2 separate regions of the Pan troglodytes genome follow, and region 2 is linked to region 1. A link is a contact called in public Hi-C data. All regions are on one chromosome and are shown on one strand. The core of a region is the stretch at or near the end of the contact, and the rest is flanking DNA. Distances in the headings are between cores, read along the strand shown. Region 1 overlaps LOC129143133 (a long non-coding RNA gene). Region 2 holds the start of B3GNT2 (UDP-GlcNAc:betaGal beta-1,3-N-acetylglucosaminyltransferase 2).

What was found. Hi-C and Micro-C count contacts between places; a contact is called where the count stands out from the background.
Region 2: a Hi-C map of stem cell-derived neural progenitor cells shows a contact between it and region 1, with 2.9 times the contacts expected there. The contact joins the promoter of B3GNT2 here to the enhancer-like site in region 1. A contact is called at or near these places in 1 of 7 Hi-C or Micro-C datasets (stem cell-derived neural progenitor cells) and 1 of 1 datasets of contacts at active chromatin or transcription factors (stem cell-derived excitatory neurons).

Annotation. Positions count from the first base shown.
Region 1 is chr12:60,303,774-60,308,751 of NHGRI_mPanTro3-v2.0_pri, reverse strand. All of the region lies in intron 4 of LOC129143133 (a long non-coding RNA gene), which reads left to right. Among named protein-coding and RNA genes, the nearest start is that of TMEM17, 94 kb to the right of the region's middle. Within about 2 kb of position 2,566, at least 12 of the 24 cell types and tissues checked have an H3K27ac peak or open chromatin away from gene starts, as enhancers often do. A contact at or near this core is called in stem cell-derived neural progenitor cells, where this site is marked.
Region 2 is chr12:60,518,053-60,523,030 of NHGRI_mPanTro3-v2.0_pri, reverse strand. It overlaps B3GNT2 (UDP-GlcNAc:betaGal beta-1,3-N-acetylglucosaminyltransferase 2), which reads left to right and starts at 1,987. Exons shown (of 2, transcript XM_001152203.8): 1 at 1,987-2,279.

The sequences.
Region 1 (4,978 bases), core at 1,317-3,816:
GAAGCTGTCATTGCCTCCCTTTTGCTAAGTTGGTATTTAAACCTTTACCTCTGGCTGTACAGCAAGGTACTTATTACCGAGTGCTCCCACATATGAATAGACCTCGTCTTTTTTCCCGTTCGTATGTCTATTGTGAGTCATTTCACAAACCCCCCCCTCAAACCTAAGTTGGTAGAGGAAAAGACTTTTCTCCCAGCACCCTCAAGTCAAAGAAATTCCCAGGGGCTGTCAAGTGAGAAGTTCTGGAGCCCATTGCACTGAGTATTCTCTCTGGTCAAAATGAACTTTCCTAAGAACAACCACCTCCAATAGGGGAGATGCTGCAGGGACCCCAGATACACCCACCACACCCAGATACAAATGGCCAGAGGCCCTTGGAAACACAGCTCCTGGACCTTAGGTCATAGCTGAGGCACCCTCTGACATACACAACGCTGCATCATCGCCTGGTCTGCAGCAGCTTCTTTTTGGGTTTTGGCTTCTTTAACAAACACTTAGTGCTTGCTATGAGTCAGGCTCTCTTCTAAGTATTTCAGAAATATGAAGTCATTTAATCCTCACAACAACCTGCCTAGGAAGGTATTTTTACAGATAAGGATCCTGGGGCACAGAGAGGTGAAACAATTTGCCCAAGGCCACACAGTGCATGAGTGGCAGGGCCAGCCTGGCTCCATGCTCTGCCCTGAGATGAGAATGGACCCAGGGTCCATTTAGTGAGCATTCTGTGCCACCAGGGCACTGTTTCTTGGCCAGCACTCCTGGGGCTGGACAGGGTTGTGTATGTTGGTTTGGGTTGGGGGGAATCCAGGGGTCCATGTCCAAGCAGGGCATCAGCTCTTGAGGAAGCAAGGCCATGGCCTTACTAGAGAGAACTTTGTCTTCCAGGGCCAATCTCCACAGTCAGCTGAGGGTCTGCCTGAGCCCTGCCCAGGGTAGGAGGGGCTCTTGTGCGCAGGCTCATACCTGCCTCCTCACCCCTGCCAGGTTTGCCCCTATGTTTCCCACCTTCCTGGACCAGTGCCTCTCAACTAAGGGCAGTTTTGTCCCCCAGAAGACATCTGACAATGTCTAAAGGCATTTTTGATAGTCATGACTAGAAGGCTGCTACTGGCATCTAGTGAACAGAGGCCAGAGATGCTGCGAAACAGCCTACAATGCACAGAACAAAGCCTCACCACAAAGAATGGTCTGTCAGTAGTGCCGCGGTGAGAAGCCATGATCTAGGCCCACCTCACGGCATCCTTAAGGCTGAGAACCCCTCCCGTGTGATCTGTTTCTTGTTACAGCAGGGGCCCAGCGTCCTGGGAGGGCCACACCCATCCTCACTTTGGCGTCTCCCAGAGGCTACAACAGAAAGTGAAGGACTCAGTTTGTACTGCAGCCTCAAGTTCTTGGAAATAAAATAAGGATGTTGAGGTCCTGGTAAATGTGGTGGCCATTATTTTGCATCAGGCTCTGTGCTGAGCACTTTATATATTTTATCTTATGTCATTCTCATAAGCCAGTCTGTGATGCTATTATTATCCTTCTTTTATAGATTGGGAAACTGAGGCTTTAAAAAAGTAGCTTGCTCAAGGTCACACAGCTAATAAAACTGGTGACAGTCTGCTTTCTAGCCTAACCAGGCCCTGATATACATACTTAGGAAAGTAAACATGGTAAATGCCCAGGGAGAGCCCACTCTTGGCCCGGCTTATGTCTTCCCCTGGGATCAGCACCCCTCACTCCACAGCACAGTTGCAGCTGAAGCTCTCAGGGCCAGCTAATTCTCTTCCCCTCTCTGGTTTTTACAGAAGGAATGGGGAAGAGTACAGAGAAGCAAGAGTAGGGTTAATTTTTGTGCAGGGACAGTTAAGACAGAGAGGAAGGGGCAGGGAAGAGATGGACAAGGGAGGGAGGCCTGGGAGCTTTTTATTATTTATTATAGCAGGGGAAAGAATGGGAGGTTTGTTTCTAAGCCATAAATACTCTCCTTTGATCCCTGTGTCTATCAGAGATAAATTAGTCACTCTTAGGCCTCAGAAATTAATGACTGTCCTAATGATCACCCTAAGTGACCTTGCAGCATTCCTAATTCTCACCACTCCCTGCAAAGTAGCAAAGTGTCAGGGTTTGACAAGGTTTGGGGATGAGGCAGGACTGAGCGGGATGAAGGTGTAATTTCATTCCTCAGCCCCAGCCTCACTTTGCAGAGATGAAATTGGCCTCTACTCCTAAGGCCAGAGAACAGTCAGAACCAGATCCCAACTTCGGGCTCTGCCCTCCCTGGCTTTGCTTCAAGCGCAGGGATGGGGAGCACTGCCTAAGGAAGCTTCAGGGCCCTGTGGAATTCTGACCTGGGAGAGGGCGGATCCCCTAGGGGTGTGCAGGCCTGCGAGGGGCACCTGAAAGCAAGAGGGCATTTGGATCAAGTTAACATCTGACCTCTCAGCAGGCCCTGCCCATTCAGACTGGGGAAGAGCTTTGAAGTTTCCTTTGTGTGATGTTTTCTTGGCCCTGATCCTACTGTACTGGAATTAGCCCGAGGCCCTGCCCCTTCCCTGGAGATTTGTTCCCCAACTGCAAAAGTCTTAGAAAAATACCGCAAGCTCCACCCACCATCCCCACACCACTGAATGCTTTTTCCTTAGGCTAAAATACCAGGGAGGAAAAGGCCTCAGAACCCCCACCAGGAGACATTCTGTGCATGTTTACAGTTTCTCAAGTGGAAAGCAAGGACCCCTGGAACCAGATCTGAGGGCAGGTGCTTCCCAGATAAGCATGTTATGGGGTGGGGAGGATGGAGTAAGGGAGGGAGAAGCAAGATTGTCCCTGGAGGCTTCCCAAGCCACGGGCCAGGTCCAGAACAGCAAGGCTATGGGTTCTGGCCAGAGAGAAGAGAAAGCTGGTGAACCCAGGCCTTCCGGCCGTGCTCAATGAGCAAACCATTGTGCCTAGTGTGGCCAAATATCCATCTCGGGGATCTCTCTCTGAGCACCAATGGCTTCTCCTATACTATTGCTCAAGTCCACCATAAAAGCAGTGTTTAAAAACGAAGGGAGAGGAAGACAAAAGAGAGGAAAGCGGAGAGAGAAACGGGAGGAGACGGAGAGAAGCAAGGAATCCCAAACTAGACTGCTAGATTCTGCTAGATTCGGCTTTTCAGAGTAAAGACCCTGAGCAATAGTGCCATCTTGTGGCTATGAGTAGGAATTACAATTAGTTCTCTCTCTCTCTCTCTCTCTCTCTCTCTCTCTCTCTCTCTCTCTCTCTCTCTCTCTCTCTCTCTCTCTCTCTCTCCCCCCCTCCCTCCCTCCCTCTCTCTCTCTCTCCCTCCCTCCCTCCCTCCCTCTCTCTCTCTCTGTCGTCTACTCATAGTGTTTGCAACTGCAGGGGCACAAGCCATGGATTTTGTTTCCACCCGAGACAATTGCCTCTCCCCCGACATCTACACCCCAAACTACTCCAGACTCTGCACCCTCTTCCACACACCTCTGGGGTGAGTCCACATTTGCCCAGTAGAAATACCTGCTATCTGATGTTTGACTCAACTCTAAGACTCATTCAACAAATATTTATTGTGCTTTTATTATGTGCCAGGCACTGTCCTAAGATCTGCGGACCTGACTATAAATAAAAATGTCTCCTTTCATGCACTTTACATTTTAACTAGGGAGGCAAATATTAAACACATACATGTAAAATATAATGGGATGTAGTAACAAGTGCAATAAAGGAAAATAAGGCAGGGGATTCAGGGCTATTTCAGATAGGGTAATTGATGAGCTACAACTTTTTTTTTTTTTTTTTTTTTTTTCAGAGATAAGGTCTTGCTGTGTTGCCCAGGCTGGTCTTGAACCCCTAGCCTTAAGCAATCCTCCTGCCTCAGGCTTCCAAAGTGCTGGATTACAGGTGTGAGCCACTGTGCCTGGTGCAGTTGCAACTTTTATCAGCACAGATATCTGCTAATATCTGTGCAAAGGCATAGATGAGGTGAGGGAGTAGGGCAGGTGAGTATCTGAGGGAAAAAGGACCTACAAACACAAAGACCAAAGCCATCTGTCTGGATCTTCCCTGAGATGTGACTCCAGAGTAGCAGCCAAAGAATATGACACTCAGGAAGTCATCTAGGGTTCGAGGTGCTAAAGCCAACTTTTTTCTTTTTCCTTTTTTGAGACAAGGTCTTTCTCTGTTACCCAGGCTGGAATGCAGTGGCGCAAACACGGCTCACTGCAGCCTTGATCTCACGGACTCAACTGATCCTCCCACCTCAGCCTCCCCAGTAGCTGGGACTACAGGTGGGTGACCCCATGCCCGACTAATTTTTGTATTTTTTGTAGAGATGAGATTTTGCCATGTTGCCCAGCCTGGTCTTGAATTCCTGGACTCAAGTGATTCACCTGCCTTGGCCTCCCAAAGTGCTGGGATTGCAGGTGTGAGCCACCATACCCAGCCTAGAGCCAACATTTCTCTTTTTTTCTATGCTTAGCATCCAAAGCTATCTTTTTCAAAATCCACCTGCTAAAGCCCCAGCTAGGACAGCATGTGGGGAGGCTCTAGGCCATTCTGGATTCAGGACCTTCTGGCTCCATTCTGAATACAAAAGCTGACTTTTGACATGAGAAATCTGACACACTCTTCACTCTCTGAGCCCGGGATTTTCTTTCCCAAATAGCTGGGCTTCTTTCTGTAGCCAGTGGTGATCCCACAAGCTTGCCTTTGCTTATATCAAAGACTCCAGATCTCCAGTTGAATGTCTCCACCAAGACATAAGAGTTGAAATTAAAAAGAGCATTTCTTTCAGAGAATAAGCCCAAGCTTTGGAGATCTGGTTTGTAGCCAGTCCCTGTTCCAGGCCAGCCTGCTCTGTCCCTTGCTCATTCAATTTTCTAGGTTAACAAACAGAGCAAAGTTTCCAGGTGTGCTTGCAGAATATCACCTGGAACATTATTTGGAGGAGAGAGGCAGGGTGCTGAGCTTTTTCTGAAGCTTTTTCTGA
Region 2 (4,978 bases), core at 738-3,237, 210 kb before region 1:
CAGAATGAAGACACAGACTTCATTTATTAATTTATACTCCCTAGAGTTCTTTTTTTTTTTGAGACAGAGTCTCACTCTGTCACCCAGGCTGGAGTACAGTGGCACGATTTCGGCTTACTGCAACCTCCGCCTCCCTGAGTTCAGCGATTCTCCTGCCTCAGCCTCCCAAGTGGCTGGGATTACAGGTACATGTCACCACTAATTTTTGTATTTTTAGTAGAAACAGGGTTTCACCATGTTGGCCAGACAGGTCTCGAACTCCTGACCTTGTGATCCACCCGCCTCGGCCTCCCAAAGCGCTGGGATTACAGGCGTGAGCCACCGCGCCCGGCCTCTACTTCCTAGAGTTCTTAGAGAATTTCTAGCTTCTGTTTCTTTAAACATGTTTTATTAGCTTTCTAAATTATGAAAGTAAATACAACTGGAAAAATACAAAATCCAAAGTCAATGGAGTAAAAAAATGTAACTCCCTTGTTTCCCCTCCCCGCGTAACCGTGGTTAACAGTCGGTGTGCACCCTTACAGATGTTTTTTCTATGAATATACAAACATTCGACTTGTTTCTTGGACTTTACCTCGCAGTCCGAGGAGAATCATGTGAACAGCATGAAAGCAGCATGGTCCGAAGACTGCAAACCATAACATTTCCATATCTACTGACTCTGAATTCCTGTTTCTAGAGGACCCGCACCCACGTGGCTCTGTGCATCCGCAGCAACTTGGTCTTTCTTCCTTTGCTGAGTTTGGTTAAGGGAAAGGGCCGATTATTGAGTGGGCTCAGTTTACAGGTGCCTGAAGTTCCTACTTAGCAATGTTCCTTTCCAGCTGATTCCGCCTCCGAGAGCCTTAGGGAAAAATGCTAACAGTTAGGAGCGAAGCGTCCTTAATTGCTCAGTCCAATTATCTAGATGGGTCCAGGTTCGGTTTCGATTCAGAGATAAGGACCAGGGGGCGGGGACGCTTCCAGGTGAGCCCCTGGTTAGGCTTGCCTCCCCGCGGAGCGCACGCGGGTCTCGCTGGCTGGACTGGGCCTTTCAAGACCAGGTAACTTCTCCATCCGGTATCGCCAGGCTTACTTGGGGGCCTCAGAATTGTGTCAGCTGCGTCTCTGAGTCACCTTGGAACCCCTCGAAGGAGCGCGGGGCTAGGAGGGCGCATCGGTGGGCCTGGGGACCCCGCTGGTAGGTGTGGTTGGCGCCAAGGCCGCCTCTGGCCGGCGGAGCCCTGCAGTGTCCGGAGGGTGCGGTCAGAGTCCGGCCCTTTAGGTCTCGCCTCGGTATCCGCCTTGCCCCTTGGGCCGCGGCACGGGTTCGGGCCGAGCGCCCCGCATCTTGCGTTTCTGGCTTCCTGAGACGGGCGTGGGACCTCGAGGAAACCACTCTGCATGACCCCACGAAGAGAACTAAGGACCACCCCCCACCCTTCCTGTCCTGGACGGCTTCATAAGCCAGAGGATCCAGTGGCAGTACCAAGCAGGGCACCATTCTGGGTCGTGAGCACCTAAGAGGTGGAGCAAAGGTCAGACCCCAGGGTGGCCCAGGCCTCCCTCCCCCGCCTCCCCGGCGGGGCCATTCCTCACCCGCCCCACCACTGGAGGGGGCGGCCGGGGTCGGTCTAGTTCCGGTTACAAACTGGACAGAAAAGGCCACTGGAGTCTCGCTAGGCGATGCGCCTAGTCCCCTAGCCTCAGACGAACCGCAAGAGGGGCCACCCACAACTGGAGGGGCGGAGGCTGGAGCTGAGTTTCATTGGTGTTTTTGGAGCTGCCAGGCATTTCCAGGGGGGTCGCCTTCCTAGAGGCCCCCTTTCCCCAGCTTAACCCTCGGCTTTGCAGGCGGGTGCGTGGGGGCTGGAGGGTCCCTGGAAGCCGCGGGGAGCGCGGGCCCGGGTGGGTCCTGGTACCGGGTGGGGAGAGCGGAACCCTCCCAAAACTTGGGGCGCGGGGCGGGGCCGTCGGGCGGTGACGTGAGGGGCGGGGCCGGGCCCCATTGGCGGGCGGGCAGGGGAGGGGCGGGGCCGGGCGCCCGCGGCGGCTGCTGCGCCTGGAACCGGAGCCGGGAGTGAGGCGCAGCGGCAGCGGCAGCAGCTGCAACAAGTGCCGGAGGCTAGCAGAGCCGAGCCGGAGCAGTCCCTGCCGCCGACACCGCCGGGGCGCCGCGCATGGAGCGTGAGCTGCGGCGGTCGCCGGGCTGAGCCGCGCGGAGCGGCCGGGACGTGGATGTGGCCGCGATCTCCCGCCCTTGCCCCCGCCCCGCCGAGCTGGAGCTGCTCCCGGACAAGGTAGGGCCCGGGCGCCGAGCACCCCCGCCGGCTCCCTCCCCGCTGCCCTCTCACCGCCAGGCCCCTCTACCAGTCCCCTTCCGCCTCCCTGCTTCCCGGCCCCACCTTCCGGACACCCTGCTACCCCCGCCCGGTTCCTCGCCGGTTCCGGCTTCGTACCCGCGCCCCGGTGGAGGAGGCCGTCCCTAGGTGGCTCCTGCCGCATTTAAGCCTCCCTTACCTTCCCGCCGTCCCAGCCACCCAACCTCAGCCCAGAGGGAGAGGAGAGGGACACCGCCCGCTGCGGGGCTTTGGAACCTCCCAACCCATTCCGTGCCCACCTCGCCCTGGAGCCCGGGGACCTTCCCCCTCCTCGCTGCACCCCAACTTCCGGGGGATCCGGCGCCGGGGCGATGCGGGCTTTGGCAAGGGGCATCTGGGGCCGGGCCTCCTCATCCGGGGCGCGCGGGCATTTCGGGGAGGGGGGCGCGCGTGATTCCTCGCTCGCACCCCCGCACCCCACCCTCGCACTGCGCCGGCCTCCCGTGCCGCATGGGGAGATCAGGTGTTTTGTGAGCCAAAGAGCCGCCGGCAGCCGCTCCCCACCCCCCACCCCCAACCTCTGCCACTTCTGTCTCCGGCTCCCCCAAAACTGGTTTCTGCCAAACTTCGGGAAAACCTTTCGCTTTGACCTTTAAAAAAAATATTCCACACTGTTTGCGTTGAATGATTAACCAGGCTGCTAGCCCGAGTCGTGGGGGTGGGGTGGGGCGGAGTGGGGTGGGTGCTGCCAGGCCAGGGAGCGCCTGAAGCCGGACTCTGCCAGACACTCCTCGTGGGAAGGTGGGCGTGGGGGGCCCTGCCGGGGCTGCGGGCGCGGGACTGGCGGCTACTCCAGCACGGCAGGCGGACCCTTCTGGAGGCAATAAACCGAGTCACCTGGTTAATTTCCAGGCCACGGTATTTGAAACTCGGGGCTGGGGGCCGCAGAACTCCCTGTACCCCCATCAAGTAGAGGAGCCGTCAGGAGACTCCCCACAAGTGTCACAGCGTCAAAGCTCATCTTTAAAAATATGTACATTTATAACCTGGGTTGGCGAGGCGGCGCTCTTCTGCCCAAAACGTAGGGGTGGTTAGTTTGTTGAGTGGGCTTAGCTCACAGGTGCCTGAGCTGTATCCCCGTGGCCGCCTCAGCCACCCCAACTTCTCAGAAAGATTGTTTAGAACAATTAAACTATATTCTTTTGCCCTTCTCTTGTTGGAACCCTACCGTAATATCCGATAGCGAAGCCAGTTGGTGAATATAGAATTCTACTTGTTAAAACAAATTCTTCCGGCATAATTATTTGTGCCTCTGGAGGTGGTAAACGAGGTGGCCGACAGGGCCGGGACTGGGAGTGAAAAGGCGGGGACCCTGGCCGAGCCAGTCCCGGGGCTCCGGTGCCGGCTTATAGTCGCACCCATGCGGATCTGACAGCTGACCCGGAGGGAGGACCGGCAGGGCAGGGCAGGGCGGTCACTTCCTATTGTCCTAACTCCTGCTCCTGGTTCTTTTGAGTAGAGGGTGGTTAAGCCTGGAGGAATTTGGGAGAGTTTTACTCTGAGCCCATGCGCTCTTAAACCAGATTAGATTTTAAGAACACAGAAGTGAAGGAGCCCCATAGGGCTGTACTTGAGTAATTTGAGGAATCCTTTTCCTCCCTGCCCAGACTTTACAAATGTGTTTATCGTTAGATCTTCTGTTTGAAACTACTTTTTTAGTTCGGAATATTGCTTTTTCTCCCTACAGCAAGGGTTCACTGTTTCTCATTTAGTTTTTGTGCAGGCGGCATTTGTATGATGAAGGCCTAATTCTCTGTGAAACTGACCAGTTCTCACCCTTACCATTCATTAGACTTGATTCTGCCACATTTAATTCAGTGATCTTGGGCAAGTTATTCTTCACCTGAGCCTCATTTTACACATCTGGTTTTGGGGATGGTGGTGTTTGCTCTGCAAGATTATTTCTGAGGACAAATAGGATGTTTGCCAAACTCCTAGCACTGCACCAGGAGAGCTGAGAAGTGCTTAATAAATGGTGGTCATTGCTGTAATCAATAGAGAAGTTCCTCCTGGCATCGACTTCCCCTTACCAAAAACAGTAACCCTGTGGTAGCCTTTTAGATTTGCCTGTCTGAGACTGAAATCAGCCACATTTGGCAGATGCACATCAGAAGGTTCTTAAAACCTAAGTAGTATTTTGAGGAAAATAAGCATGATTTGCTTGTTGTTCAAAAATTATGAATTTTTTTTCTGGGCTTCTGGTGAAGGGCTGAATATCTGAAGGTTTGTAGTTTTGAAAATTTTCTTGTTTTAAAGAAAAGTCATGTTTTAGGTTTCTGATAAACTAAAGTTGTGCTAAAAATAGGAAAGTAGAACTGATAATTCATAGTTGATTTTGACTATACTGTTCAGATATGTGGGTTTTTTTTTTTTTTTTAAATAGTTGCATTAGTGAGGCATCGTTGGTATGTTCTGAAGAGAAATATGCAGGTCTTTTTCAGCTGATGCAGGGATAAAAGAAAAGGTGAATCCTCTGTTTCTCAAACTTTGAAACTTAGCTTTAAATGTTTTTTTCTTTTTTTTTGAAATGGAGTCTCACTCTCCCGCCCAGGCTGGAGTGCAGTGGCGCAATCTCAGCTCACTGCAACCTCTGCCTCTTGGATTCAAGTGATTCTCCT